2 separate regions of the Anser cygnoides genome follow, and region 1 is linked to region 2. The links are chromatin contacts, called in public Hi-C maps. All regions are on one chromosome and are shown on one strand. Each heading gives the region's core, a stretch centred on a gene start, on an enhancer-like site or on the middle of the called end of the contact. The rest is flanking DNA. Distances are from core to core; before and after follow the strand shown. Region 1 overlaps LOC106048089 (solute carrier family 2, facilitated glucose transporter member 3). Region 2 holds the start of FOXJ2 (forkhead box J2).

Region 1 (3,355 bases), core at 714-3,213, 42 kb before region 2:
TGATGTGCACACTTTGTGCAGCCTGTCTTCTGACTCTTGTCATCGGACAGGTTGAACTAGTCCGATTCTAGCTCTAACACATCTTGTGTTGTCTTCGTTTTCCTTTTTCCTCACTTTCCTCCATCCTCTTCATCTGAAGGATTTTATCTCCATACATTTTGATGAACTGTTCTTAGTTTATAGTTCCGTGGAACAGATACAGACCCCTCAGGCTGTATGGTGGAGAAAGAATTGCACTACAACCGGAACTTATTGCCTCATGGGAATAGGTGGGGTGCTCAGTACTCCACATGCAAGAGCTGTGGAGATCAGCACAGACTTGCCACTGTCAAGAATGCCACTGCCCCTGAGCCAAGGGAGCAGTTTCTGACAAGTGGCCTCTCCCCAGGCAGTGAGGTTAATTCTTTGCCACCCTCTGCTCCTTCCACATACCCACTGTGGAACAGTGCTTAAAACAGTGTTTACACAGGTAAAACCAGAGTGGGGCATAAAGGACCCTTGCCAGAAGGAGGGAGGCATTTCTAACCTCCAACCACTCTCCTCTCCACTTGTTATTGAGAAAAACTGGCAAATTACCACTGAAGGCCCTGCTTAGGGGATTTGGGCTAACAAGAATCAGAGAAACACATCCTTAACTACTAAGAAAAAGGAGTAAGGGAATTCATTAAGGTAGTAAGCATGAAGCAGCCATTACCACTAGAACAAAAGAGCAAGTCCAAGATGCTGGGCTAGCCAGAGATTACCAAGCAGAAACTTAGAACATTACAGGATGCAGCCTAGGATAAAGTAGTAGGAAACAGAACTAGAGGGTACAGATAAAACCCAGAACAGGTATTTAGATTGTAACTTTTATTTTAAAAACATTAAACAGTCACAATAAGCTTATAAAAACCATCCAAAATATCCACAATGCCATTACAGAACAAAGAGATACCATGTGAGGAAGACCTACACATTTTGGTCCAAGCCAACACATCTCTAATGCAAAGTGGGGAATGCTCTTATGCACAGCTGTAGGGGGAATTTCCTAAAACACAGATGTCCATATGGAAATATCTCTGCAAGTGCTGGAGGCTTAAAGGAAGGGCACAATCTGTATAACAGAGCCAAAATATGAAAGTTGGAAGTGAGGGTAGTCATATAATACCTCTGAGAATAAATACCTGATAGAGAAGGCTGATGGAAAGCAAGGGAAAATTGGATGTAATAGGATAACATTGTGCAAAGGTGGGAGTACTTTAAATAACATCACAGGTAGTATTTCACAGCAGCAAATTTTACTGATCTCTGCAACTGTTTCTCATAAGGGAAGGTGAAAAATCTCATCACTAGTTTCAGAAAATGCCATAGGCACTCCCAGAATATACTTTGATGGGAACTTTAACCTGCTCTAAAACAATGTTGTCAATGTTTGGGTTATCCATGCTACCACAATTTTGCTGTCATTTCTGCCTTTGAGCCTTTTTTTCTTCCTCTTACCCACCTTGAAATCTGGGGGTCTGCTTCTTTTATAGGATGTCCAGTGATGAACTCTAGTGTGAGTTTGCAGGTAGACTTCAATTTGATTGAGACCACAGAAAATGCAGGTCTAAGAACAGGAGCTTGAAACTGTAGCTACCCCTTTGCTAGTTTTTAGATAGCTTGTGCAGGCCCAGACTCAGAACACTGCAGTCAGAGAAGCAACGGTCCCAACCCTTGATAACAGAAGATACTGCATGCATTGCTTTTTGCCTTCCTAAAATGAGCTGTGATAGCTTGCAACTATAGCTTGATAACTGTGTATATACATACACTTGATTGCCTAGCAATGAGACAAAGGGAAGACCATTACTTACAATGTACCATTTTTGTCTGCCATATCCCATCTAACAGGCAATATTAGACAGTTGCACACATCTACACAACACACTGGACAACGGTGGGCATTGCAACATCATGCAGATCTTCCAGAGGACACAAGGGGCAAAAACATTTGGCCTACAACCAACCAGTGGACTGAGTACTGTAGACCTTTCAGACTAAGCTAACATATTCCAGTAGCTCTGCTATCTACTCCTGCATCTCTATGAACCTACACATGCTGTAACTGACCAGTTGTGTCTACAAGAGTTACATTATGTGCATTCCGTATTTATAATTGTCACATAAGTCGTATGAGGTTAAAAACTATATTCCAAAGATGTTTCACAATCTGCAATTTTCAAACTTCCTGGCCTACTGGAATATAGCAGAGAAGTCAAAAAGGCAAGGCAAAAAAAAAACTCACCTTCTGGTTTGCAGTTACCACCCACAGTCATCCCTAATGCTTAACTTAAATGCTTAACTGATGTATAAACTAACAACATCCCCTTGCTGCAATACCACACTTTCCAAGTAGCACTTCAGAACAAATTTTAAAATCACCACTCAAAATATCCCAAATGACACAGGGATTTTGGTTGATAAACAAATTTACGTCTTCTCACCAGTACTGATCAATTATTTGATTCTTTCCAAAGGGCAGAAATAACTTTTAAAGGTGATGTGCAAAATTGGCTCTGATCTACCATCTAAAACACCTGTCTTACTGTTTGGTACTGTATTTCTCCTTTACAGTTTTATTGCACCTCAAGTCTACAGCATCTTCCATTAGAATAGCTATGTCTTAAACATTTTCGATTTCTTTATCTGTACACTTTTGTACACCATTAAAAAAATAAATATTTACAAAGTGACATACAAATAAATAAACTTAAGTAAAAGTATGTTCCCAGTCTGTCTATACAAAAAATAAAAGAACAGGAAAAAAATATGCATGTAACTTGGTCCCCTTTTTCCTGAGGCTGAAAAAGTGCACACTGGATAGGAAAAAGCTAGGAGATGGCTTTTTGGTAGGCTTGTTAAATTCCAGTGCACACTGCACACACACATACAGAGTAGACTCAAAGGGCAGGGGACTTGTTTAGTGGGTAACTTTAACTCACTACAAAAATAGTATTTAAGTTACATTATGGTCACTGCGTGCACAAGTATGTTAATCCCAAATAGCAGTTACAGGTGAGAAAAGCAAAGATACTGCCAGCTGTTGTCCATTCACCTGATGTTTGTGGCAGAGAAGATGAGATTTTTGCTAGAGTGCCAGGCACCTTCCAGTATTTTGACAATGAGATTTGATATCAGATTTGCTTAACGCTGGTAAGCCTGGCAGAATAGCCGGGGGGGGGGGGGGGGAATATGTGGGTGCAAAGACAATAGCAGCAGTCAGGGGGAAAAAAATCGTCCCAGTTCTCACGGTTTCTTTGCTCATTCCTTTAATGACTCTTTGAGAATGTAAGAGTCAAAGAAGGGGTGTGTCATGAATCTTAGGCAACTTCTT
Region 2 (3,740 bases), core at 1,066-3,565:
ACCTTTAGTCAGGATGTAGAAGAATTCCTTCCCAAATGCCACGAGTTTCGGTGTCCTAACTGCCAAAAAACAAAGCCACCTCCTACACCTTCCTGGATACCAGAAGCCCCAGCTGCCCCCTACCCATCTGTCAAAATTCGTAGCTTTGCCTAAATAAACATTGACAATTCAGTCATGTACAAAACCAGTGGCATCTTGAAAAAATGGGAGAAGGATGAAATACATCGAATGTAATGTAAAAATAAGTTGCATGATGACTAGTTTACTCTTTTTTCATGTCCCCATCTGCTATCCCCTACCTTCTACTTAGCTTGCAGAGGCTTTGGGATGGGTCATTCTGTTCTCAGAATACTAAATGTGACAATGGGGTCACGATCCATTATCTTCTATGTATTTCTGCAACACATAGCTGCCTCTCAAAGCCCCTTTTTGCATTTAATAGCATTTTTATATTTATGTCCTTTCATGTAGCAGAGTAAGTCAATTACATCAGATCGTTTTGTCTGTAAAAAACAGAGAATATTTCAGACGTTAACTTGTGGGAGAAGACAGTGGACACACACAGGAAAAATAAATGGGGAATACACATGGGATACCTGAAACATGTTGAGTCCAACTGCAGTTTTCCAACGCTTCTGCAGTTGGCTGTAAATCAAACAACGTGCAGATACCACTTACTGGTTCCTCCCAGCATAATGATGCCCCTGTCATGTCTCTCAGCAGAGTGATGAGCCTATGCACAACACGGACACAAATCCTCACAAGAGGGGGACTGGAGGACTTGGTGTGGGAATAGCAGGGAGGAACAAAGACCATGCACCCCAAAGAGAAATCCTAAGGAGAGGTAGAAAGCCAAGGGAGTAGGAGCTGAGGTGCTTACCCAGAACTGGAGCAAGATTGGGGAACAACGAGAATGGGGCAGAGCTCTGTCGTGGCCTGCAGAGGTGAGGGCGAAGACATGGATGTTGTCCCTTGGTAATGAATGCGAACACTGTAATGGGATCTGTAATGAGAGAATAATGTGTGTAAAGGGACAGGGAATCATCCTTGGCAGAGAGAAGAGTAGATAATAGCACAGGGAAAAGCGCTCCCGCCAGAGCTGCTGGCATAGAAGCAGAACAAAGGTTTGGTTTGGGAGAAGAGGGCACAAACTTCCTGAGAGAGTGGACATCAAGTGTTAATTCTTGGTACTTCCTGAAATGAAGGCATGGGAGTTTGGCACAGATTTTGACCTGTTGAAGGAATGCAAAGAGTCTCTGGTAGATACAAGAAAAAACTAAGCCCTGAAAAAGTAGCAAGTCTTACAACAGCGGCTGAGCCATCAGAACAGTTTTCATATTACAGTTCACAGAAGAAAAAAATAAGAAATTTACTCAGAAAATAAATGTATTTCACCCCCCAGTGTATTTCACATCCTAAGCTCCAAGTTCCGTAGCAGTGGTACTGCTTGGAGGGATGCAAATATGAAGCTCGCCGTGGAAAGAAGAGATTGTCAAAGACAGGGAGCCCTCCAGATGACTGGCAGGGAACCTGTGGCTATTACACGTTTGTGCATTTCAGATTTCCATGCAGTAGCGGTCACCCTACAGCACTGGCCTCACACTCAGGGGGATCTCATACACTGGCTCTTCCTTCTCCCATGCACGTTTTGGAGTATTTGATCTATTATCTAAGTCACTTCACTGGGCAGTCCCCTGTCGTGTTCTGACATCATGGACGGTCCGTGTCTCCAAAACCAGCCTTGCAGCATACCAGCACGAGACTCACAATTTTCAGCCAACTGGGTGGAAGTGAGACAACACGGTGTGCAGCTCACAGGGATCTCTGCACCGACTCGGCTGATTATAACGTGTTAGGGGGGGACAGCAGTAAAGACTACGGAGGAAAGGCCTCGTTAAGATCTGGCGACGTTGCTGCGATAGGTTGCGGACAAACGCATGGCGTGAAGGAAGATCAGCAGGGACGGAGATCCTGAACCGGGGGCGGGAGGGCCGGAGCACGGCACAGCGCTGACACGACAGGTAGGGGCGCCCTGCCGTGCCGTGCCGTGCCGTGCCGTGCCGGGCAGGGGGCTGCAGGCAGAGGGGCTGGCGGCCATTTGGGAGCGGTGCCAGGCGGACGAGGGGGGGGGTGGGTGTGCGCCTGCAGCCGGGCTCGCCCCCGGGCCTCCCCGGCCGCTCTCCCCGCTGCGCCCCCCGGGCGTGGGCCCGCGCCCCCCGCCCGCCGGCGCCTCCTTAACCCGCGGAGGCGGGGGCGGCCGCGGCCGGGGGGAGCCGGAGGAGGCGGAGCGGCGGCCGGGGAGGAGCCGGGGCCTGCAGCGGAGCCGCAGCCAGGAGCAGCAGTCGCGGGAGCGGTGGGGCCTGGAGGGACTCAGCGCCGCCCGGCCGGCCCCCCCCCTCACCCCCACCCCCTCCCCGCCCCGGCACCGGAGCCCGGGGAGCCCCCGGGAGCGACAGCCGAGGCCCGGCAGACGGCGGCGGAGGAGGCGGCCGCTCAGCCCCGCGGCCCGCCGCGGCCTCCCGCGGTAGCCGGGCCCGGGCGAGAGGAGCTGGGGCCTGGGGGGGGAAGCCGGGGCACGGAGCTCCGGACGGCTGGGGTGGGGGGACCCCCGCGGCCTGCCGGGGGCACGGAGAGCCGCCCCGCCGCCGGGAGGGAGGCAGCCCGCTAGGGAGCCCCGCGCCGGCGGGGGGCACCCCGGCAGGCCCTCGCCCCCCCCCCCCCCCCCTCCCGCCTCGCCCGCCGGCCGAGGGCGGACCCACCGCCCGCAGAGCCCTTCCGACCCCGCCGGCCGCCCGCGGGGGGCTTCGCGCTCGCCCCCGGGCCCGCTAACCAGCCGGGGGCGGGCAGAGGGCCCGGCATCGAGCCCCAGAAAGCTGTCGAGAGGCGGTGGGAAAGAGCCTCCTGGAGCGACTTCCATGCTTATTTAGGGGAGAGGCGTCCTCAGCCCCCCGGCTTCTGAGGGTCGCAGGAATAACCCTTAGCGCCTCCTCACCCCCTGCTGCGTATCTCCCGGGTGAGGAAATTCCTCCCCCGAGCAGGGGAGACGGCCCCTAACCGGCTCTTTCCCAGAGCAGGGAGCCTCCACAGAAGAAACCCCGTGTGCCCAAGGGAGGCAGTTCCCAAAACAGAAATAAGCAGAAGCCCCCGATGCTTATCTAGTAGTTTTAATTATTTATATCTGCTTGGTAGACGGCAGAGAAAGCACAGGCAAATTTAGATACTCTTCTTCCCTTTTCCAGTTGCTGTTAGCCACTGGAGATAAAGGCAATTTGCAATACTGACCTGATCCTCCTTCCTCCCAAGGAAGATCCCTCATTCCCTAACCCCAAGAGGGTTTTCTCCAAGTATTCTCTGCAAGGAGAGACGACACACCTCCCAACTGCAGGGAAAGAGACAGATATCCCTGATAATATCCGCAGAATTAGCAAGAATTATTTCACAGAAAGTGGTCCCGCCACCCCTAAGGACAAGGTGCACCTACAGGAAAGAGAAGAGACTTCCAGGTAGGGAGATTATTTGAGATAAATTTTCCCAATCTGACAGACGGCAAGGAGAAGAAAAGGCTGTCTCCCAGGGGAACACCCCTTTAGGTTTTAGCTGCCAAAAGGGAGAGAGGATCTCCATCCAGGGATAAAACCAGCAGTTTTAGGGGGGTGACAGTCCCAGGCAGATTGTTATAATACTCAAGATTCTGATTTAATCTGCAATCCCCACGCCCTCGAAATATTTCTTGAAGAAGC

The links. Hi-C and Micro-C count contacts between places; a contact is called where the count stands out from the background.
Region 1: a contact with region 2 is called in a Hi-C map of fetal liver, with 1.6 times the contacts expected there. The contact joins the enhancer-like site here to the promoter of FOXJ2 in region 2. A contact is called at or near these places in 2 of 7 Hi-C or Micro-C datasets (blood and fetal liver).

Annotation. Positions count from the first base shown.
Region 1 is chr1:104,441,194-104,444,548 of Taihu_goose_T2T_genome, reverse strand. LOC106048089 (solute carrier family 2, facilitated glucose transporter member 3) reads right to left here. Exons shown (of 10, transcript XM_013199881.3): 10 at 835-3,355. The coding sequence ends at 3,342. Among named protein-coding and RNA genes, the nearest start is that of FOXJ2, 42 kb to the right of the region's middle. Within about 2 kb of position 1,963, at least 1 of the 3 cell types and tissues checked has open chromatin away from gene starts, as enhancers often do. A contact at or near this core is called in fetal liver, where this site is marked.
Region 2 is chr1:104,399,337-104,403,076 of Taihu_goose_T2T_genome, reverse strand. FOXJ2 (forkhead box J2) reads left to right here and starts at 2,315. Exons shown (of 11, transcript XM_013199879.3): 1 at 2,315-3,740.